2 separate regions of the Sus scrofa genome follow, and region 2 is linked to region 1. The links are chromatin contacts, called in public HiChIP or PLAC-seq maps. All regions are on one chromosome and are shown on one strand. Each heading gives the region's core, a stretch centred on a gene start, on an enhancer-like site or on the middle of the called end of the contact. The rest is flanking DNA. Distances are from core to core; before and after follow the strand shown.

Evidence for each region. HiChIP or PLAC-seq counts read pairs in DNA pulled down with a chosen protein or histone mark.
Region 2: an H3K27ac HiChIP or PLAC-seq map of skeletal muscle shows a contact between it and region 1, with 9 times the contacts expected there. The contact joins two enhancer-like sites. A contact is called at or near these places in 3 of 47 Hi-C or Micro-C datasets (epiblast stem cells, liver and omental adipose tissue) and 2 of 2 datasets of contacts at active chromatin or transcription factors (alveolar macrophages and skeletal muscle).

The regions. Positions count from the first base shown.
Region 1 is chr6:15,741,647-15,746,909 of Sscrofa11.1, reverse strand. The region is part of intron 4 of ZFHX3 (zinc finger homeobox protein 3); the gene reads left to right. Among named protein-coding and RNA genes, the nearest start is that of ZFHX3, 200 kb to the left of the region's middle. Within about 2 kb of position 2,734, at least 7 of the 83 cell types and tissues checked have an H3K27ac peak or open chromatin away from gene starts, as enhancers often do. A contact at or near this core is called in omental adipose tissue and skeletal muscle, where this site is marked.
Region 2 is chr6:16,048,056-16,052,653 of Sscrofa11.1, reverse strand. No RefSeq gene overlaps it. Among named protein-coding and RNA genes, the nearest start is that of ZFHX3, 110 kb to the right of the region's middle. Within about 2 kb of position 1,678, at least 33 of the 83 cell types and tissues checked have an H3K27ac peak or open chromatin away from gene starts, as enhancers often do. A contact at or near this core is called in omental adipose tissue and skeletal muscle, where this site is marked.

The sequences.
Region 1 (5,263 bases), core at 1,485-3,984:
GAGGTCCGATACACAATTAAAACTTGTTTCTGGTAAACCTCATTCCAGGAAAGATGAGCTTTTAACAAAAGGCTTTTGACAGCTGCAGGCTATTTCATTTTTTTTAATGCCGAATGAAAAATCAATACATTTTTCTGGGTTATACATATTCAGAACGGGCCTGATATTTCCATTATAATGGAAAGTGGGTGTCTGTGCACATCTCGCCTGTCAGAGCTGCACCGCCGCATTTTCCAAGCCACTGCTAAATATTTCAAACCTGATTTGATTGTGGTTCATGACAGCTAATGTTTCTCGGCTCTTGAGCCTGCCGACAGGCAGACGCACTTTAGTTCACTCCCCGCCCTCAAACGCTGCTCCCCCCAAAGAAAAAGGAAAGAACAATTTCATTCTTCAGGGATCCCAGATTAGTGTATTATTTAAGTCACATGATCGCCTGAGCCTTGCGTGCACGACACCCGGTTCGGGTTCGTAGGAGAATGTCCAGATTTCTATCACCAAGGCCCAGCAGGAGTCTTGCCAGGTTTGGGAGGCGGTTTGACTGAGTCTGCATCATCCTGTCCGGAGTTAGGAGCGGTTCGGACTAGCCTCAGCCAGTGATAGACTCTCGTTCCGTCAGGTCTGTGATTTGTAAAATACACGCCATGGATGCAGCCCTCGGCCCTCGTTATTGGCTGCACAGTATCCTTTTTTAGCAGCTGGCCCATTTTCTTGGATGACTCGGTCAGAGAGTGGGCGCAGTGGTGGCGAGTGACAACCTCGTGCCGATGCCACCTTTGTTTTTGCTTCTGCCTCGTGCTCTTTCCACAAACCAATTTCCAGGTGGTCAGTGAAATTGTTGCAGACACCGCCCCCACCGCCCCCCAGTGGATCGACATCCATCAGGGGGTGCCAGTTGGCCCATGGTCCTCCTTCACCACACATGGGCAAACCACGCAATCCCCTTCACCGCCATGAGTAGAAGGTGTGTTAAGAGAACATTTAGGGAGTTCCCGTCGTGGCGCAGCAGAAACAAATCCGACTAGGAACCATGAGGTTGCAGGTTCGATCCCTGGCCTTGTTCCATAGCTTAAGGATCTGGTGTTGCCGTGAGCTGTGGTGTAGGTCGCCGACGTGGCTCGGATCTGGCATTGCTGTGGCTGTGGCTGTGGCCAGTGGCAACAGCTCTGATTGAATCCCTAGCCTGGGAACCTTCATATGTCGCGGGTGCAGCCCTAAAAGGACACAAGACCTAAAAAAAAAAAAAGAAAGAAAAAAAAGAGAGAACATTTGGCATTTGTGGGACATAAAACTGCCTTAACTGAGGAGAAATCTTCTGGAGCCGTGGTATCATCACTCCAAGACCTAAGCTGCCCCAGGAGCCCTTCCCTTTTAGACGGAGTGCCTGCTGAAGTTCTTACACCTGAGGGCTCTGCCCTTACCCAGGAGACGGGAGTGGGCGCCAGTGAGTGCTGTCAGGAGAAGCGGTTGTCAGAAAGAGAGGGTGATGGAAATAGATTTTTTTAAAGGCCTTCAGCCTGTGTTTTACATGGAAATTGAGGGCAGAAGGGACACCAGGAAGACCTCACACCTATTCAAGATTTGCTTCTATTTCCCTAACCCTTTAATGTGGAAGTACATCCAAGTAGGAGCAGTGCCCTAGTTTCAGGGCTACTGTAGGGTGTATCCACGAAGTAGGCGTCTGCGGCGGCCTCGAGGGGAGGTTAGAGGCACCCCCCTCTGGAGTCTTCTGAAGGACAGACCTTCTTGTGAGATGCACTGGGCCTCCCTGCTTCCTGCCAAGAACAGGGCGTAGAGAGCAGAGGTGAACTTGCTGACCCAGGCCCTGGCTGTGCCCCTGAGAAGGCCTTCCTGGTGGGTTCTGGTTGGGTTCTGATACTGGGTTCAGCTCTTTGGGGAGAAGATGGTTTTGAATTGTGTTTCTTGGCCTGCAGAATAGCACGGGGGCTGTTGTATGTATTGGGGAAGGAAAGTGACTTTGTCTTCTGAGGAAGAGGATTTTCCACATAAACCTGGATCCACATCCATCAGGTTTTTGCATGTTCCCACCATCTGTCAGTAGCTGATACTATAGAGGAAAAAAAATTGACTTCTCTGATGACCCCAGCCAGTTGCCACTGACTTCACTGGGGGGAAATGCATTCTGTGATCTGTGGGGAGAAAAACCTTCCCTGTGTGGCACTCTCTGGGCATGTGGGTATCAAATGAACATCCCTAAATGGAGCCTGGGCTACATACCAGCCCCAGGAGCTCAGAGCATGGGCGCAGCTGTTGCAGGGCTGGATGCCATCCTGCTCCCGGTCCCCACGTGTTTCTAGGACAGGGAGCCCCAGGTCCTGTCTGCAGGTGCCTAGGCCTGGGTCTTAGTGAGGTGGCTGTGAGGCTTGGGGGACCAGTAGAACATCCCCTGCCTGCAAAGCATTGTGGGCCCGAGCTGTCCAGACGAATTCATAGTTTATATCTCTGTTTTTAAATCATTTCTCTACCTTTATTGGTATTCAGAGCTCACAGTTTTCTGGTTACTGTCAGCCTGGGCTTTCATCCATTTTAAAGAGCTATTTTTCCTCTTGCTGTTGATGATGATGGTATAAAGACAGATGGTGTAACTGCTTATGAATGTCCTATTTTATTTCCCCAGGACCAGACAGTTCACTTGAAGACGTATATTATTTCCACATGCTCAGGTTAGGCGGCCCAGACGCTGTCTGCCTCCTGTGGCGAGCTGCCCTTCCAGGCCTCGCCATGCAGAGGGCGACACCTGTAGGTCACACTTGAAACTGCAGGGAAGCACCTCCTGGGCTGAATGGGACCTGGTGTTCTCGCAGGGTGAGGATCTGCATGTAAGCGAAGCTGGCTTGTCCAGGCGTTTCTCAGTTGTTCCTCATTCCACCAAGCACACAACACCTTTTTGGCGTCTAATATATTAGAAATGATAATATTAAATCTAAAAACTGAAAAAGAAGACGACTCAATTTTTCATTTTTCTATCTTGCTTTGTAGGGCCGCACCCGCGTTATATGGAGGGTCCAAGGCAGGCTAGGGTCGAATCTGAGCTCCAGCCGCTGGCCTACACCACAGCCACAGCAACGCCTGATCCGAGCCGCATCTGCGACCTACACCACAGCTCATGGCAGCGCTGGATCCTTAACCCACTGAGTGAGGCCAGGGATCGAACCTGCAACCTCATGGTTCCTTGTCGGATTTGTTTCCACTGCACCACAGTGGAGCTCCTGATTTTAAAATCCTTAAAGAAAATGGCAAGGGAGGGGAAGAAGGAGAGAAGTAAAAGAAGTTCCTAAGTTTACCCCTGTCGTCTCCCCTCGCACTGGAGCTCAGCTGCCTTCACTTTTCTGCGTGTAGCGGGGCCAGGGCAGAAGAAAGCCAAGACCCACGTAGGCTCGTAGAATATGGGCTCCAGGAGTGTCACAGAGTGCCATGCGGGTTCCTTGCGCCTTGCATGAATGATGAGCTTATTCCTCAGGCTCTGTCTTCTGAATAGATTGGTTTGGAAAGGTTCAAAGAAGTGGGGTCAGTGCCAGAGTGACCACGAGTTCTTAACGCTTGGCTTGAATGGCTGCAGCCCGTGTAACACACGGCAGAGAGACACTGGCCTTGGAGATGCCCCGCCCCCGTGGGTAACTCCTCCCTGCTCTGCAGAGCAGCACCTCCAGACACTGTCCATCACATCAGCGTATTCCCTGTTTTGCAGGCGTCAGACTGCCTCCGTCTAAGGTGCTGATGTTATGTGTGTGTGCCGGAGAGGAGGGCCCGTGAGCCATCGCTTTGCATAATCGCGTTTGGTTAGTGTATGGGTACTTAGAGGTATTTTGTATCATAGGATGTGTTAGGGCAAATGAGTATATTTTAAGAGACCTAGCTGCTTGGGGTAGACCCAGTTTAATAATACTGATTGAATGCTAGTATCCGCATTCGAGGATGGATTTTATAATAGAGTGTGGAACAGGTTTATCAAAAGCCTAAACATGTGCATTGAACATCCTACCTGGACATAATTAAGATGGGGTAACTTGCTTGTTACTGCTCAACTAGCACTTTCTATGGGTATTTTTCTCCCCTAAAGGATACGGAGTGTTCACGTGGTGCTGTATAGCCGATGGACCTCAGACCAAAGCTGCCTGATCTTTCTCCGTTCGAACTAAGGGTGGGCATGGGGAGACTCAATGGTAACTTTCCTGTACACTGAGGCAGGAGGAGACCTAGACGTTCGGTGTAGGAGCCTCTTGGTGGGGCAGAAGAATGATAGGCAGCATCTTCTCTCGTCCGGGTTCCCCACAGCTGCCTCCTACCTCCCCTCTCGGTGGTCATGAAGACGTGTTCTCTGACCCCTAGTTCAGTTTTCCAGTTCTGGGACTTCTACTGGCTTTGGGGGAAGAGGTAGGAAAATCTGGCTCCTAATAGATACTTTCTTCCTCAGATGTTTTGTAAACCCTCTGAGGTCAATTTACTTTGAACTCCTTTTACTTCCTGTGTGAGATGAAATTTCGAAGCCATTTTCTGGTGGATCGGGGGGCACTACACCTGGAAATGTTGCAAAGTAGAGCCGGGGCTAGAGGGAACTAGGGCGACATTGAACATAACCCCGAATCCCATCATCCCTGGTCCCATGGCTCTGACCTCTTGATCTCGTGCCGGCCTTGGGCGGCAGACGTGCGCGGCGGGGCCTCTGTGTCTCCACCCAGGAAGGTGTGCTCTTCAAAGTCTCCCCCAAAATGTTTCATCATCAACCCACTTTGGTTTGCCTGGCTTACTCCTCCTTTCAACTTGCTCTTAATGAATGCTTTAGATAACTGTCCAAAGGGCCAGGGAAGCCAGAGAGAAAGTCTCACTGCCTCTCCCTCGGCCTCAGAGCGTCTTATCCTCCTCATCCCCACTTCAGCAAGCCAGTCGCATTTTACTTTGTGATTAATTTAATGTTGGAAACAATGGTTCTTCTTCCTTCCCTCAAGCCACATGTGCGGCGATGGAGAGAATTTCCTTGGTTTGTTTTAAGCCCGTGCTGGGTAAAAAAATGCAGGGGCTCCAAAATGGACATGTAGGATTCCAATGCCCTTTTTGTCCCTTTTCTCTGCAAATAGAGCTTCTCGCCATTGCTGCCTGGCATGCCCCCAGATGTCCACATTCTAGACCTCTTCCCATTGCTGCGGTCATGGCACTGAGACTCTGTGAGTCTTCAGAATATGAATGACTGTAAAACCTCCCGCCACTGTCTGGCACATGCGCAGGCACCGTGAGACCTTATGAG
Region 2 (4,598 bases), core at 429-2,928, 310 kb before region 1:
CTGCTTGACTGGTGAGGCCAAGAAAGCTCGTGTGTCTGGAACATAAAAGACCAAAGAGAGATGGCTCGGTGTCAAGTTGGAGACGTAGGCAGCGACCAGGAGGGCTCTCGGGAGGGTAGGGGGATTTGTTGAAGTGGGGTTTTCCGACGGTCCCTCTGGCCACTCATTGCTGAGTGGACTGAAACAGGGCGAAGGGGAGGTGGGCAGAACCATCGAGAAGGCCTCTCGGGTTCCAGGCAAGAGCAGGCGTGGCAGAGCCAGAAGGGAGGTAACGAGATGGTGGGATATGATGGAGTCGAGGCAGGTTTTTGACTGTGTTGCGATTTGACAGGCAGCCAAACAGTAAGGACACAGAAAGAGAACACATGGATGCAAACCTCATTCCGGCTGCCCTCTGCCACAACAGAGAGGGAAGGGGACAGAGCCGAGAAACAGACTCTTGCAACGTGGAAGATTTTCAGGCCCCAGGATCCTGCCTCACTGTCCATGGAAGACTTAAATACCCACGGCCTACATGCTGTGGTTTGGCTGTTCTCTTTCCTCTCTTGTTTTTTTGTCAAATGGACACACACACACACACACACACACACACACACACACACACACACTCTTACACGCACCCCTCCTGATCCACTGAGCGCTTAGGAACAGTTAACAAGGGAGGCTTGTCTCCAGGCCCAGGAGAGAGACCTGCTACCCAGAAAAAGAGGGAAAAAAAAAAAAAACTGAAGAGGAAAACGTGAAGACAGTTCACCTGGGGAAAGAGGCCCAGCTAACCTCAAGCCAATCATTAGCTCTGCCCAAGGCTCTCAGGACACTGACACACTCGGGAATTTTAGGAGCCCGGAAACTCCAAGCAAAGTTTATTTTCAGAACAAGGCCTGAAGAAGGAAGCAGAGGATAAACAGGGACCAAATGTTTTAATTATTTGAAATGGTTTCCACCCCAAACACCATTCCCCAAATCTGAAAAAGAGCTGCCCAGAGGCTTTCTGGGAAGGCCTTTCCCCCGTAGCTCTCCGCCACCCAGGCTTGTACCAGCCCCACGCAGCCCCCGGCAGGACGGTTCCTTAACGGGAATGGCTGGGTGCACCCCCGGCTCTTTTCTGACTGTAGCCAAACCTGGGTGTCGGAGCCTGGGGAGGTTCCCGGGAGGCCGCCTGGAAGCATCTCCGGCTGCAGAACAGTAGCCATAGTGGGTCCTCCGGGGACCGCCTCTGAGCTTCCCTCAATGCAGTTCGTCATCTGGGTTTTATAGGGAACAGGGGTCTTGACCCTGGGATGGAAGAGAGCACAGCCTTGTTAGCAAACTGTCCGGGGAACACTTTAACGAAAACTCATGTGGTGGAGGAGAGGGCAGCCGGCAAGGACCAAAGGAATACGGGCCTGTCCCCCAGCACCGGGCCCCAGCAGAGTCCCTGGGCCTGGCCTTCAGACCCGCAAATCAAGCCCGGAAAGCTCAGGGAGCACAAGACAAGAGGACAGACGTGTTGGGGAAAAAAAATAACTGCTAATATGATAAAACACCAGTGGATACAGCAGCCCGCGGCCCGTCAAGGAGCTCGGGAAACGCAGCTCGGAAAAAGTACAAAAGTCCTTCAGTGTGAGGTAATGAGGCGCGTCTAATTATATTTCAGAACGAAACAGCAAGAAAGGCTTGCAAAACCTTCCCCTCTGCCTTCCCTCACCAAACCGAGTCCAAATCCCAACCCAAGAGACACTGTAACTTCAGAGAAAGTGAGGCATTTCCGAGAGCATCCCGGGAAGCAAGGTTGCGAGTTTTCCCAGAACTGGGAAAAACTATCTCGCACAAACCTTTCCCCGCCCATCCCCTCTTCCCCTCCCCACCCCCCCCCAAAAAAAAAACTCCCATCAGGAAACAGGCAGGGGGAGGAAGAAAGAAAAAAAAAAAAAAAAAAACCAAACCAAACCAAACCAAACACAGGCAGCCCCACCATGAGAAATCAAGGCAGTCGCAATGACATTTGACACGGCCAGGCCACAGCTGAAGAACAAGGGGAAAAGTTTTAGGGTGACTGTCACTGACCCATAGTCTCTCACTCCTAACCTTGCTCTCCAACATATGTTTCTCATTTCCTTGCTTATAGCTGGTCCAAGCTAATGATATGTGTTTTGGCCGGCATCCCGTGCTTGGCATACAGCCGGGCTTGTTCTCATTGTCCGGGCTACTTACAGAAACCTCTTTCTCTGTCTCTTTCTCTCTCTCTCAAAAAAAGCGGCTTGAAAGAACAGTAAATATGCAAAACAGCCCCCGCGCTCTCAAAAGCTCCCATCTTGGTCACGGCCCCCGCGCTACCCTCACACACCCCATCAATAAAGGCCTAAAGAGACGGTCCACGGGTGAGGGGTATGTTCAACACAAAAGCAGTGGAAATTCAAACAAATTGGTCCATTAGAGTCTCACACGGCTATAAATACAGCTCCGCTCGGGCTATTTTGAGGGACGGTGGCATGGGAAAGTTCGGCCTGGAATCTCGCGTTTGTCAGAGGAGACGGATCTCGCTCCCAAGACATGGGAAGAAGAGGCAGCGCTCCCGGCAGGCCGAGGGAGGAGGGCATGGCTTCTGGTCAGTTCCAGGGCAGGGCTAAAAGTGGACGAGGAGGCTCGGCCAGGCCTCGCCCCTCGTCTCCAGGGCCGCTGGCCTTGCCGTTGGAGGCGTGGGCTCTGGTGTCACTCAGACCGTCCATAACCTCGAAAAAAAGCTGACCACGCCCTTTGGCTCCCCAGAGGTCAATGGACCACTGCACTCTTCCTGGTGCACTGGGCAGGCTGGTGGAGGAGGGGTGGGAACCAGAGGGGCCAAGCTGCGTCTAGGCAGGCCCCAGGCTGCAGCCAGCATCTCTGGTGGACCCAGCAGGGACTCCCGAGGAGCCCCTTTCTACAGAGCAGCCCCCAAGTATGGAGCCCCGTGTGCATATATGTTGTAAAACTCCACTGGAACCCAGGCCGGCGTGGTAGCAAAATAAGTCGGCGACGGTGCCTGCGCAAATGTCGAGAACAGCTTCGTCTTTCTCTTCAGGGTGTGTCAGCAGAAGGCAGTTAACTGCTCCGGGTTGGGAATGAGTAAACACGGCAGGCACCTCTGCTTAAGCCTTGAACCTGCCCACTTTGGGGAGGACACAGATCACCCTTGCAACATCCGGCTGGGTCTGTTTGGCCTAAGTCAGGGGACCCCGTATCGATTTCTGTTCAGAAAGCACACCCAGGACTTATTCCAAAACCCAGTTGGATTTACTCATTCAGTTACTGTTTGAACACCTACTGTATACCACGCACTTTCCCAGGCCTGGGGTGACGCAGACGCCGCCCTGACTGCCGGGATTTTCAGCCCTGTGGATGCATTTAATTTGTTCATGATCCTGGAGTTTTCTTGACTGCACCTCCCATTTTGCCCGGAATGGCCCCAGCGATATCTGCTGTCCCGGTATAATTATTAATAGCGCTTCTTTGTGCTCTCCAAAGCGTCCCAGTTCGGAGGATAAATTATACAGTGACTCTCGCTAGAGTCCCTCTTTCAAAAAGACTTTTTTGGGTCTGAAATCCAATACACAGAGAGAAAAGTGCAAAAATATAGCATACTGTATGTTAGAGGCTCTTTGGAGCTTGCAGAAGCCAAGAGAGGGTTCCCAAGTTATCAAGAAAATGGCTCTAGCGGATTACATTTCAATTAGTTCAAGAACAGGCCGCCCCGGCATCCTGGGCTGGAATCCTTGCCACGTGCTGCAGTTGGTGCTGTCGTCGCAGACCTTGTCTGCTCTGGATTTTCCGGGATGCCTCTGAAACCTCAGAGTGACCGCCCTCTTCCACCCAGCATGGGGACAGCCAGGGCACATGAGGGCAAGAGGGGAAGAGCCAATTCAGGTTACCATGACAACACCCTTTCCTGAAAACCCCTGACTGACACTTCCTGGGGAGACGGGAAGTAAGGACAGGAAGACACCAAGGTCACTCTCTTCCCATGTCCAGCTTTCCCCACCTCCCAGACTTGTCTGATAATTGACTTTTTCTAGCTCAGCCTTTCTTCTCCCATTCCCATCAGCTTTGGTCCTGCAGGTAAAAGGGGTCACCTGTTTCTGTCCCCTTCTTCACGACCAGCCAGTGGAACCCCCAAATAGTCCAATCATATGCTGCATAGAAGTCACGCACAAAGGAAAGATGCTTCAAGTTAGGTGGCTGATTCCAAGGTGGAAAATGAACCCTGTATAGAGAGCCTGCATTTTTGTAACCCATGTTATTGTGACATCAATAATCACTCAACAAAGGTTACTGAACACTCGCTATGGGCCAAGCACTGTGCTACAGATCGGGTGCGGGGTCTTGAACACCATGAATGGGGTCCCTACCTTCTTGGACCTTACAGTGTCTCCTAAGGGAGCCAGACAAGAAAGGATAATCCCACAGTGAACCCATACGTACAGATTGTAGTGAGCAGTAACCGGAAACGTTCAGAAGGTAAGAGAAAGTACAAGGAGCCCTCATTTATCTTGGGGTGAGTCAGGGAAAGCCCCCCTAACAAAGCAACTTTAATCTAGGACCTGAGTGATGCATGGAAACTAAGCAAAGTCCATTTATATCAA